Regions from separate parts of the Danio rerio genome. Here region 1 is linked to region 2. The links are chromatin contacts, called in public Hi-C maps. All regions are on one chromosome and are shown on one strand. Each heading gives the region's core, a stretch centred on a gene start, on an enhancer-like site or on the middle of the called end of the contact. The rest is flanking DNA. Distances are from core to core; before and after follow the strand shown. Region 1 holds the start of diabloa (diablo, IAP-binding mitochondrial protein a). Region 2 holds the start of si:dkey-260j18.2.

Evidence for each region. A called contact is a pair of places that touch in the nucleus more often than the background predicts.
Region 1: a contact with region 2 is called in a Hi-C map of hematopoietic stem cells, with 3 times the contacts expected there. The contact joins the promoter of diabloa here to the promoter of si:dkey-260j18.2 in region 2. A contact is called at or near these places in 4 of 18 Hi-C or Micro-C datasets (caudal fin, embryo, hematopoietic stem cells and 1 more) and 2 of 4 datasets of contacts at active chromatin or transcription factors (caudal fin and embryo).

Annotation. Positions count from the first base shown.
Region 1 is chr15:17,311,149-17,317,784 of GRCz12tu, forward strand. diabloa (diablo, IAP-binding mitochondrial protein a) reads left to right here and starts at 4,969. Exons shown (of 6, transcript NM_200346.1): 1 at 4,969-5,162; 2 at 5,250-5,379; 3 at 6,301-6,426; 4 at 6,517-6,627. The coding sequence starts at 5,035. All of the region lies in intron 1 of c2cd3 (C2 domain containing 3 centriole elongation regulator), which reads left to right. It overlaps si:ch211-24o8.2, which reads left to right and starts at 733. Exons shown (of 2, transcript XM_009291569.4): 1 at 733-753; 2 at 1,009-3,646. The coding sequence starts at 1,020. The coding sequence ends at 1,967.
Region 2 is chr15:16,667,977-16,674,577 of GRCz12tu, forward strand. si:dkey-260j18.2 reads right to left here and starts at 4,609. Exons shown (of 5, transcript NM_001079948.2): 1 at 4,082-4,609; 2 at 1,832-1,985; 3 at 941-1,019. The coding sequence starts at 4,084. sars2 (seryl-tRNA synthetase 2, mitochondrial) reads left to right here and starts at 5,063. Exons shown (of 16, transcript NM_201179.2): 1 at 5,063-5,383; 2 at 5,989-6,084. The coding sequence starts at 5,117.

The DNA.
Region 1 (6,636 bases), core at 3,719-6,218, 640 kb after region 2:
TTAAAGACTGGTTTACTTGCATTTGGGTTCCACGTCTTTTATGTGTAATCGTGACAGAGGGTTAAAAAAAAAATCTAAATACTGAGACAATTTCCAATAAAGTTGTCAAAATTTTGTTCTTAGAAATGTATACTACAGTAAAGGTTCTACAGAAAAAGTTTGCCAAAAATATTAATTTATTGTGATCTTTACTTAATAGTCTAATGAATTTTGGCATAAAAGAAAAAAATATATAAAATTTTTAAACATTTAATTAATGGATATTGCCAAAAATACACCCATGTAACAAGACTTATTTTGTGGTCCAGGGTCACATTTGACAGATACTTATACAAAGTTATACACACAGTAGATCCTGCATGTGGAATGTCACATGCATGGTAGAGAATGAAAGGCAGAATATGAAAGATAGTGTAGCTAAATGACACACAAAAAAACTAAGAAACAAAATCTTGCCTACTGCCATTCTAGTTGATTGTCCCATTTTAATATTTTTTTATTCTAGCACATAAACTACAATCTAAGTATTGACTTATACCAGATATCAAATATATAAAAAAAAAAAAAACATGATTGTGTCTTAATGCACCACGTCTATCCCCTAAACACAAGCGCATCTAAATTTGGCTCTAGAAGTCATCAGCTATGCAGACCTCGTCCACAGGAGTGTACTGTCAAACTCTATATAAACTCTATGTTCAGTGCGCTTCATCAGTTAATATACTCGATGGTCAAAGTAGAGTCTTACTGTCAGTAAGTAGTGGCTTTGTAGGGAAGGTTGTATGTGATATTTTCTTAAAAACATATGTAAGCTTTAATTATCTAACCTGTATAGCCTACTTTATTATTTGTGGTTTATTTATGTAATAGTCTATTTATTGACAATAGATTTTGGAATACAGAACTTGGATAGCCACAGTAGGCTATGTTGATTGCATATTGTAATTAGCCTGCTGAGGAATGTCAATTATGCCACTTATTAGTTTTTTCCTGTTTCTTTTCTGTCAGATGTGTGCAGAATGTCCACTCATAACAGCAGTGGCGATGAGCAGATGCAGCTGATTCAGGTGGACCCCGTGCGGAGGAACATCTCACTGGCGTTGACGCAGGTCATTGTGTGGCCCTTCATCTATCTCATCTTCCTCATGCTCCTCATATTCTCCAAAAAGGAGACTTTCACAACTGAGACTCGCTATATACTGTTCGGACACTCTTTGTTGGTCGACCTGATATTTATTTGCCTGACAGACCTTGTGGTGCTTTTGTCATACAACCTTGTTTTATTACCTCTGCATTTCTGTATCCCCATCTGCATGCTAATGGAGGCTGTCACAGCATGTGCTCCACTGACCATCATAGCCATGTGTGTGGAGCGTTATGTGGCCATTTGCCTGCCTCTTAGACACCATGCCATCTCCACCTCCAGAAGAGCCTTCATGGTGATTTTAATGATCTGGATCGTGAGCTCCATAAACCCGTTTATTGACATGTTCATTCTCGTCAGCACAGCCTCTCATGAATACTTGACTCAGCTCACACACTGCCACTATGAGATTATGATCCCTGAAAAGATCCGCGTGTTTGCCAGGGGGTTGTTGTACATTGTGGGGCTCGTGGTTATTTTAATAATTGAGATATTTTGCTATGTAATGATTTATCTCGCTGCTCGTGCTGCATCTGGTGACAATAAGAAATCTGCATCGAAAGGGCAGCGCACTATTTCCCTGCACATACTTCAGCTGTTTTTATGCACTGCAGAGGTGATGTGCCCTTACATTGAGTCTGTGGTCATGCAGTATGATATTCAGTCATATCTGACTGTACGATTTATAAACTTCCTGGCATTCAGCATCACTTCTAGAGCGGTCAGTCCTCTTGTGTATGGATTTAGAGATGAGAAATTTTATACAGCGATGGTTTACTTTATCAGATGCAAAAACAACACAATCTCTCAATTACATGAATAACTCAAAAATAAGTAAAAGAAAAATGTGTAACATCTTTACATTCATATGAGATTTTTGTTTAATATTCGATGCGCACTAACATGTAAATTAGCAGGTTTGAGTATTTTGTGGATAACAAGTGTTTTCTGTTTATTTATGGTTGTGAACTGCATTATGGGAGCTTGATCTCTGCTCTGTTGACTTTTGGTGTTGAAAATTTGTCAATTCAGCAAAGTTACTTTTATTGACATTTGTACTTTGAAATACTATTATGTACCCTGTATTTGATCAATTAGTCCTGACAGCATATGTTTTTAGGTCATTACTTATTAAACTAAGTTAATAATGTTCTAACTTAATTTTATAAGTTATGCAAGCAGTTTTAAGTCAGTTTCACATAGTAGAAGTTCAATGGACTCAATGATTCAACTTAAAAAATTAAAGCAACTAGGATTTTTTCAGTGTATAAGAAATAATACAGAGAGAAATAAGTCTGAAAAGAAACAAAAAATGTACAGACATTGAAATATTATATATATAATATTATAATTTTTTTTCAAATTAAGTTAACTTAAAAGTTGTTGAAAGAAGGTCCAAATCAATGTAATTTTAAATAAATGGAGGGAAAAACATGAATCACACAATACAGAATAGCATTTATATTTATATGGTTTTTGCAGTGTGGATGTTTTTCTTGTTTTGTTATACTTAAAAGTAATTGATAAGTGCTCCATTATGATTATCCATAACACTCTATCATATCCAGAGTTTGTATTTGTCCGGTGTCCTGACATTTACGCATCAGGTTATGCTACCACTGTATTTGACACTGTATTTGAATGGTTCTGGGGTTGGAGACTTGTGGTTAGGGATTAGGTAGGTTAGGGTGATATTCCTACAGCTTCATATCAAACTACTCCACATTAAATTTTACACCGGTAGCAAAATCTGATGGGTAGCATATTGCATTATTAAAATGTGCATCCTACTTTTAGAATGGAAGGTAGAACAATCTGACAAGGTATGGACACTAAGTGCTTTGGAAGGTGCCTCTCGCATTCAGTGTATTGTTTAGTAGCGACCTCTCTTGGTCGGATTGAGCATTATTTGTGGAAGAAAGACTTTTCCTTTACATTATATTGACTTAAAAGATGTGTAAAAAAGATTTATTGATGATAAGAATCGCATGACATGAAAGATTATTAAAGATTACACATTGCATTGTCAAATCGAGTTCATTTATGCAGTACTGCTCTGCAAAAATCACCTTAAAGTTTAACACATAAATGTTTGCACAACATAAAATCATCAGTTTAAACATTACAAATCTATTAATGCACCCTAAACATGTAGTATGTAGTTACAGTCAAACAGTCTAATCATTGAACAAGAGCAATTATTTAAATAATATTAAAGAAATGTCGTCAATCAAATGCCATAATGTCTGCTGTGTGGCCTTTGCATTCCACTCAGGCATGATGCAATCATGACTTCAAAACAGCCTTTACTGTGCATGATTTCTCTGTATTCCTGTGACTTGGACCCTGAGCTCTATAAACCCTTTGTTTACATGTACATTCTTATACTGCTGCCTAAGATAAGCACTTGAGGGGATTCATCACTATTGTTGTCTACTTTTTTCTTTTCACAAGTGTTTAAAAGTGCTTTATGTAACACGTTTTTCTCCACCATTAAACATTTACCACAAATGTTCAGTTTTCTGCAACTGTTTTTAAAATAAATAGCAATAATATTGGCCAACAGATTTATGCACAGTTAAGAATTAACAATAAATTATTCAAAAAGTAATAATAAATTGTAATTATTATTATAATTATGACTATGATAGGTTAAAAAAAAGAGACCGTCCTACATGCTTTGGGGATTCCTATATTGAGAATTATGAGTAACACTTTATAATAAGGTTGTAATAGGTTTGTTAGTTCATGTACAGTATTTACTAATAACAATACATTTATTACAGTATTCTTTCATCTTTAAACGGCATCATCTTTGTTAATGTTACTTAACGGAAATAGTTATGCATAGTTAGTCCACGCTAAGTCATTGTGCAACTGTTGACAAGCATGAATTTTTATTTTAATAATGCATTAGTAAATGTTAAAGTATTATCAATAAATACCATACAAGTAATATTCATTCTTATGTTTGTAAATACATTAACTAATGAAAACTTATTGTAAAGTGTGAATAAATTACTGTATAAGATAAGATAGCAAATGTTTTTGTTTGTAGTAGGCCTACTAAACATATTTATAAACTTAAAATATGCATATATATATATATATATATATATATATATATATATATATATATATATATATATATATATATATATATATATTTTTTTTTTTTTTTTTTTCCCAATTATAACACCCATAAGTGACTCCTTTTCTGCATTGCAATTTAGGCATGACAACAAGAATTAACTTTACAAATAGTCCAATTGTCTCCCAACAAGCTGATACACAACAGTTGAGAAACTGCTCAAACCAATTCACTGTGCCTTTTCAAAGCTTAAAGATAAGTTATTGGTTGAGGTCGATTGAATTGGGCTATCAAGGCTCCAAAAGCACTGTAAACACAGTAAACACTGCTCCCCATGCTACTGCTCCCCATGTTGTCTTGACAGTTATTTTTGTCGACTAAAGATTTCTTATCAAGTGGGCTTGTTTTTCTGACACACCTCTGAGACGTGCATGCTCACGTATTTGACTGGGTGTCTGGTGTGTTCTCAATACACGCACACTGTGTTATGACAGAGCAGAGGGTCACCATGTGCTTACAGCTAAATAATGTTTACCACAGCCCTTTGTGCTGACGTAGTGTGTACACTTGCGTCAAACCCTATCTTTCCTTGAACTTAAACCAGTAAAATCAAGATTAGGGGTCCGAATAAACGGATCAATATAGCCTGCATGAAGGGGCAGAGTCCCATTAGCAAAGTATAAATACTGGTGGGTAGTGCTGTCAGTTTTAAACATTCAAAAGCTTCACTCAGAAAAAAAACAGGCTTAAGGAATACATATAATATTTCTTTATAGTTTGGATTAAGCTATTAAACAATATGCAGGCTGTTAAAAACTGCGGTTTGTGTGCTAGTGGGAGTTTTCTTAAAGGCCGGACCGACTTCCTGCTCGCCCGGAGAAATATGGCTGTGCTGCGGATGAGCGCCGCATGCGTTCAGCTTCTCAAGTAAGACTGGAAATTAGATATGGATGTTGAGAAGTTGTTTTATATGTAAATATATGCAGTGTCTAATGTGTGTTTCTTATATTAAAGGGATAAGACCAGCGTGCTGTGCAACAGCTCTGTTCATCAGCGACTTCTGCAGCGCCTGCCAAACGTTGCTCGATCCAATGCAGTCCCGTTCAGTGTCGGCACTGGGCTCTGCGCGATGCCTTTTACACAGGTAGTTAACAACCTTAATTTCATAAAGCGTTTTTAAAATATATGTTATAAGTTGTGGACAGTTTGCAAACCGCAGGAACGGACACTCGAGAGCGCGACAGCAACGATAATAACGTTACACGTTTGTTCATCTGAATGAAGATGATTCTGATTCTGACTCGGTTCGCATTTGATTCGATTCTTTTAGTATACTTCAGTTTTCAATCTCAGTGGACCTGTCACGTTGCTTAAGTAAATTCTTAATTTTTCCAGGAAAATAAATCTATAGGACGTTTTAAATAGTTTCCCTGAGGAAGTTTTGCTATGCTAAGTTTATCATTTGTTTTCGTTGTAAAAATGGTTATACATCACATTTCACTCCTCAGATACACATTATTTAGTGTTGTTAGTATATATATATATATATATATATATATATATATATATATATATATATATATATAACTGTTAATTTTTATAAGGGTAAGGGTTCCTATGTTTTATACGTATATATTTACAATTTTGCTACAAAATCCACTTTTTAACCTTTAATGCATGATGCATGCATTTTTAATGGAATATGATGTAAATACTGTATTATTTTAGCCCAGCCCATATCATTTTTATTATAATATTTTTTTTCAAATTTGCAAATTAAACACCATAAAGGATAACCTTTTTTGTTGCTGATTTGTATCTTTTAATCTTAAAAAATAAATCCACAACAAACAACATCAACTGAATCAGACTAAGTCCAAACAAAGTGTTGCTTATTAACATTATTTAATTTTATTAACACTTATTGAAGGAATTGGCTCAAGTCATTCAATCAGCAAACCACACCACACTACACTGGCTTTGCTGTATGTTTATGATTCACTATGATTACACTATTTTGACGTTTATAATAAATCTTTTCTTTTTCTTTTTTTCCTTTCTCCAGCAGGTTGAAAATCTCTCGCATGAATCTCTGATTCGTCGAGCATCATGTCTGGTCACTGACAGCGCCAACACGTACCTCTCTCAGACCACTCTAGCCCTGGTGGACGCCCTCACACAGTACGCCAAGGTAACACTTATAAACATTATTAATTGATCATGATGATTAATGAGTGAATTATCAAATTAACTGGCTTTACTAACCGCTTTTCCCCCATAGGCACTACATACACTCATCAGCCTTCAGAAGCGATACATCGCCTCAATAGGGAAACTGAGCCCTGTTGAAGAGGACAGCATTTGGCAGGTCATCATTGGCCAGCGGGTGGAGGTAAGTGCT
Region 2 (6,601 bases), core at 3,359-5,858:
AGACCACATCAAAAGCAGTTTTTTTACTTGTGTGTGTCCAGATTTTTTTTGCCATGCATAGATCATAGACCTCTTTGTGATGCTGCCATGAAGTAGGCCGTTCACATATCACATCTTTTGCACATACAAGTTTCTTTTCAATGGAGACGCCCGGCTTGCGTGCATAAAGGGATTGACGCTTGCGTGTATTCCAGGCGCTTCCAGTTGAAAACATCTCTACTTTCAGAATGCTGCAATCGCACCACGAGTCACATAACAAAAACTGAGTGATCAGCTTCATACTTTGTATGGAATATACACATTTGGGTAGACTAATTACTGCAGATAAACACAGAACACCCAAACACCCAGTGGTTTTTAATGTTTTGTAAGTTTGTCATCCTCTGAGAAAACTGTTGATGGTCACCTAGTAATGACAAAAAAGCACGAACGCAAAGCGCGTTGAATGCTGAAGCAAGTGCTGCTCCTCGCAATTTCTATGCGCTTTTAGGGTGCAATATGTGACTGACAGGTCTAATAAATTACCTGATTCTGCGATGCACCAGCCTTCTATCCAAAGTAATCCCACACCATAGATGTTGAGTTTTTTTGGCACCAAGTCCACCCATGCTAAACAAATCATCCCTGTTTATGCAGGCTATTTGTCATAAAGCCCTGTTCTCGTGCTCTATTTAGACTCGCTCGTTATGATTGGTTTAAAAAGCATACTGAGGAAAAATCAAGCTGTAAGGCGATTTAGAAATCGCACATGTACAAATTGCGATTTCAATTAATCACACTGCTCCTAGTTGAGGGTCATTTTAGGGTTTTTAGAAACGTGCTGACAGGGGCCCTCACACAGAAGTTTGGACTGGCACAGTGCACATTACAATTTCAAATAGCCCAAGTTATAAAATATAATATTTATGCACAACATATTCAGAGAAAACACAAAACCCACCTGTGACACATGAACTTTTTTCCCTCCACCAAAAGAGTGACATCACACAACTGCTGAGCATCAAGAAGCTGCTTCAACCCTAAATTCATTAAAAAAGAGGGAATACAAGACAGATTCATTCAAGTAGCTCATTCATTTAGTCTCCTTAGTAAAAGTCAAATCAACAGATGGTATGAATTTGTTGCCGTTCTGGTTCATAATGTGAAAACTTGGGGCCCTTTCATACACCTGGCGCAATGCAGCACAAGGCGCGACGCAATTGTTGTTTGCTAGTTTCAGTTTGGCACAAGAGTTATTTTTGTTTATTTATTCTTTTGCTGGAAATTAGAACTGAATTTAGAAATGGTTTTGAAACAAATCTTTGCGCTTAACAAACAAAATAATTATTTATAGGCTATCAGATGTCTGTGCATAACAGAAGTTTCCCTATTCCTGAGAGTGAAAGTAAATAATGAGGAGGCTTATCTCTCATTCTGACACTGTAGAAGCTCTGTTTAACGGTTTTCTTGCTAGTGAAACGCACATTTTTTCCAATTAAAAAGTCCACCATGTTAATAGCAAATGGGCTATGGTGCGACGCAACTGACTCTGTAAGGGAATGGGAGATGAGACTCTGATTGGTTTATTCTCAAAACACACCAATAACTCGTTAAGAAAATAAGCTCAACCCTTTAGGACCATGCGCCATGGCGCAAAGCGGATTTTTCAATCTTTAAAAAAGCAAAAGTGGATTCTGACACGCCCTTAATGCTTTTGTGCTCTGTGCTTTGCACTTTGCGCATAGATTGTCAAAATAGAGCCCTAAAGCTGTGGAGTCCAAAAGGTCTGACCAATATTGAAAATGTAGATCATTTAATCAATCAATGTTTTAAAACAGAGCCATACTCTCACCCTGAGTTACATATTCCCCCAGGGGGGTGGAGTAGTCATCAGGAAAATCCTCTTCCTCAGAGTCACTGTCTGAAAGAGGCTCTCCACCACCTCTGTCTGCATCCTTCCATGGCTGTGGTCTCCATGTAACCCCTCCACCTCTGACTGTATTCATCTGTAGCAGAGAAACAAAATATCAAGATACAAAAATAAAGTGCTCAATTTCATTAACAAAGCTATAAGCTGATAATTAGATGAATAATACTAACCCAATTTATGGAGATGTACAAACACATGAATATTACTTCTGTTTTTTCAAAGGAAACAATAGTAACTTGTTGTTGACATTTTTCAATGACAATAAGACAAATCCTGAGTGTGTTTTTGTTATGGTTCATTGGCAGATTTACATCAGTCACTGATGGATAAATACTACACTAAAATTATCAGTAGGTATTAATGAGTGTTTCATTAAATAATCAATTCAAATGATTCATTCAAAATGGCTGATTCGTTTAGACTCAAAACAAGCGACTGTTTTTATGAATGGGTCATTGAATCTTTGACTCAAATGAATCCTTCAATACCAGATTCTGAAGTGTTGTTCTGAGATGCTCTAATGTACTGCTCTAGCTTTGTTTAAAACTATTTCGTTTTGTTACACAGAAATAAAACTGCATTCACTCAATAGCTGTAATAGTAGTAATATTAAAAGAAAAAGTTGTATAACGTCAATGTGATTACGAAAATATCAAAGCTTGTTTACTTTTATTAACCTATATAAAACTTTTTAAATTGATATAAACTGCTTTCTAATTTGATTCATCACACAGTGAATATACCTAGAAAACTAAATTGTGCTTTGTATGTTTTTTTTGCAAAGTCTATTTGATAACATCCGTTTTAACCTCACTTAACTACGTTATTAAATATAGCAGACCTTAAGTATTACACACCCTTACTTAAAGTACACTGTTGTACAATATTAGGAAAATTATATTTTTCTGCCTCTATGTTGAATGATTTTACACATACTTTTACATGTACAGGCAGATATTTACAGTATTCGTTATTTATATGGCTGCTTATGAGGAGGATTAAATGGTTTACTGCATTACACAGAAGTGTGTGTGTCTGTGTAAGTGGTTCTACACCTTACTTTAAAAACTAGTTCACCCAAAAATGAAAATTTACTCACCCTCAAAGTGGTTATAAATCAATGCGAGATATTTTTTTATCAGTTAAACACAAAATATGATATTTTTGAAGAAACTGCCCTGAAAACCTTGTAATCATTGACTTCAATACAAATATTATGAAAGTGAATGGTTACAGGTTTTCACTTCTTTACTGTTCGGATAAAAAAAACTGGTGAAACAAGTTACAGGTGAGTAAATTATGACAACTTTCATTTTTAGACGAACTATCCCTTTAAATGAACATCAGCCATTTTAATTCAGCATACTAAAGTTGATAAGAAAACTTTGGCCATTTTGGAAGATTTCAAATTACATCAGTGAAGATGAGGTCAATAGGAGTATAAATCATTAAGACTTTTCCATATCAGATACTGAGACCATCAGTACCCTGAGATGAGAATGCCAGAGCTGACAACACCTTTAACTGATACACAGATTACTGTATTTTATACTTCAGTTCAATGATTTGAGCATGTTTGGCTTTTCAATTTTGTTTAGTCTTATACAAATTAAATATTTAAAAGAAATGTAGCGGTTTACAAACAAAACTGAGAAGCAAAGCTTTGATTTATAGTTTTAAAACTTGTGCATACCACAAAAAGATTAAGGTAAAGTTGGTTTCATATTCGCATACTGGTTCAGTGACAACTTGTGACAGTCCCTACACCGTTTACCATGGTATTTTTAATATTCGGTCTGAGGTCACATGCAAGTACGACTTGAAAACAACATTAGCACAGTAAATTTGCCTGTAAACAATGTTGTGCTTTGCTAGTTATTGGCTGCTAATATTATTTTACTATTTAGCATTCGCAAAGAACAATTTCTGAAATTATATTAACGTTAAACAGAAAGTCTGAAAGTGTAAATATAAATTCAACTTAACATCAATCTTATATTTTAGTTCAGACTAGACTTTATCTAACTAGAGAATATATAATTAGGTTAGAGCTGTTTGGATTGAACCGTCCTCAGTCACATTTCAATAAATAGCGATACTGCTATTTAGCAAATATGCTAAAGGCCTCAATCCAAGAACACATTAGCCAAACGCATTTACAGAAAACATTACCATGAGAAGTGAAGATGTGCCTCAGACGGCGAGTTGACCCAGCAGCAGCCTAGCTCAGTTCAGCTCAGCTCTGGTTGGCGGAGATTTTCCTCAATCTGCGGTACTCTTGAGTTCGACTTTGTGCCTGAAGGCTTTGCGGGTGCCTCGCTGCTTCGGTCGGCCTTACACCCTTCGGCCCGTTCACAACGCCTTGACCTTCCTGGGTAGTTTCAGCGCGAATTGTCGGGCTCATTACGGTGCGTTGACCATACTTAGCACACGAGCACAGAAAAACACGCGCGCGCCTGATAAATCCAGCGCGACGGCCGCCGCTCCATGCAGATTAGCAGAGGCCGGAGCACGGGATCGGTGGAGGGAGCGCAGGCCCGCGGGGAATATATGATGGTTTGATCGGTAACGTCCACTATTGCTCACAGCTGCCAGAATTGCTCCATGATTGGAGGCGAAGCAAGCTGAGGGATTCTGTCACTTGCCGGAACAACACACTAAACTTCCGCTTTTCTCATCGGCCCTGGAACCGGATGCGAAGAGTATTTACTTCCGTTGCAGACGTAAAACAATTCACAAAGTTTACTCTGTAAGCTAAAGAAATACAATTTAAAATGTGAATAATTGCTTATTTTTTTCCATTATGGTTTAATATTCATTTAAAGATATATTATGCATTATCCTACGTCATAACGTTAGTAAGGTGTTTATTACTGTTTTATATAATTATAACAAGAACAACACTTATTATTATTTTATTATTTAAATTACAGGTATTAGTATGAATTTTGCAGTCCTGTAATATTATAGTGATGTATTTTGATAGATCTGATAATTTTGTGAATAGTTTGATAAATCAATTCAACAATAATAAAAACAATAATAACAAAAACTCGATTATATAATAGATTATTTTTTTCCGGATTGTTTTGATAAAAAAATACAGAAATTATAGTTATATAGGGCTGTTTATGTTTGTAGGTAAAGTCCTTTACACGAAATGAACCCTTTCGGCTTCCCTACAGTTCAACTGTCATCCCATCCAGCATGGCGTCCTCTGCAAGGGTAGCTTCACGGGTTTGCTCTTTCTATCTGCTTTTGTCCTCGAGACACGGTGTCAGCAGTGGCTGCAGATGGTCCGGCCGGTCCTGCTCCTCCGCCTCGGTCAAGAGCAGCCTCTACGAGCATGTGCTGGACGGGTACAGTCACAAACCCGAGCTGGACATGAAGCGAGTGTGCGAGGAGGCGGAGGCGCTGACAGCAGAGCTGGAGGACCGCAGAGGAGACCTGAGGCCAGCAGATGTCCCGCTCATAGTAAGACCACACATTGGGATAAAGTTGGTTTTATATTCACAACCCTACTGAAAAAACAGCTTAAACCAGCCTAGGCTGGTTAAGAAAAAAACTGCAAAGTTTTATTAAATAAAAAGAATAAAAATAAATAAATAGACAACAATAGGTGATACAATCAGGGATAATGCTATCTTACAAGTTATCTTTTTAATGGTAGGCTTGACAACATCTGTCTTATCTATTGAATCTATCTATTTTCGGTCTTTGCATCTTTGTCCAAAGATACACATCTTTTGCCATGAAGCAAGCTGAGGTCTATAAATACTTGTCTGCCTCTATTATAATTTAAGTTTTCTGGGTATAAGGGCAGATTATTTTTGCTTGTTGTAAGAAAAAGGTAAATATAATTGACTATCTCTGAAAACGAGACAATATTTTTTGCTTGTCTAGAAATGGCTTCTTGTTTTAAGAATTTGTAGATGTTTGGACTTGAAACAAGACAAAAAGTCTTTAGCAAGAAAAATCTTTTTTAAGTGCAGCACAACATACACATTAAAACAGTACTGTTTCAGAAAATTTCAGTTCATCAATGTGAATACTTAAATATAGTGTTATTTTTTAAATAGATTTCAGTCTGGAAGAATCTACAGAAGGTGCAAGAAGAAATATCACATTTAGAAGGCAGAAAGCAAGTGGTCAGTTCTACAGTCCGTGAGCTTGTGGTAAGTGTACGCACACATTGGTAACACTTTACAATAAGGTTGTATTAGTTAATGTTAGTTAATGCAGTTACTAACATGAACAAGCTATGATTAGGGCTGTAACGATACACCAAACCCACGATTCGGTTCGTATCACGATTTTTGACCCACGATTCGATTCGTATCACGATTTTTTATTTTATTTTTTTCGTGTGGGGTGGGAAAAAAAAGATTTTTAAAACTATTTTTAATTAAATAACATTTGAAAAATCTTTATAAACTAAACATCAAAGAACAATATTAACTATGCATATTATTAACAATATAAATAGCCATATATAAAATAAATAAATAGCCAAAGCTATACCACTTCTGTTTTCTTTGTAACAAAATACTGTTGAAAAACCAAACAGTACTAAACTCCATTGTTTAGATGGTTCAAGCATGTTGAAAATTATTTTTCAATCAAGTTCTCTTACAAAGAAAAAGTAAATTAAATAGCTAGGGATGCTCATTTCGTTAATTTTGCTAACCGACA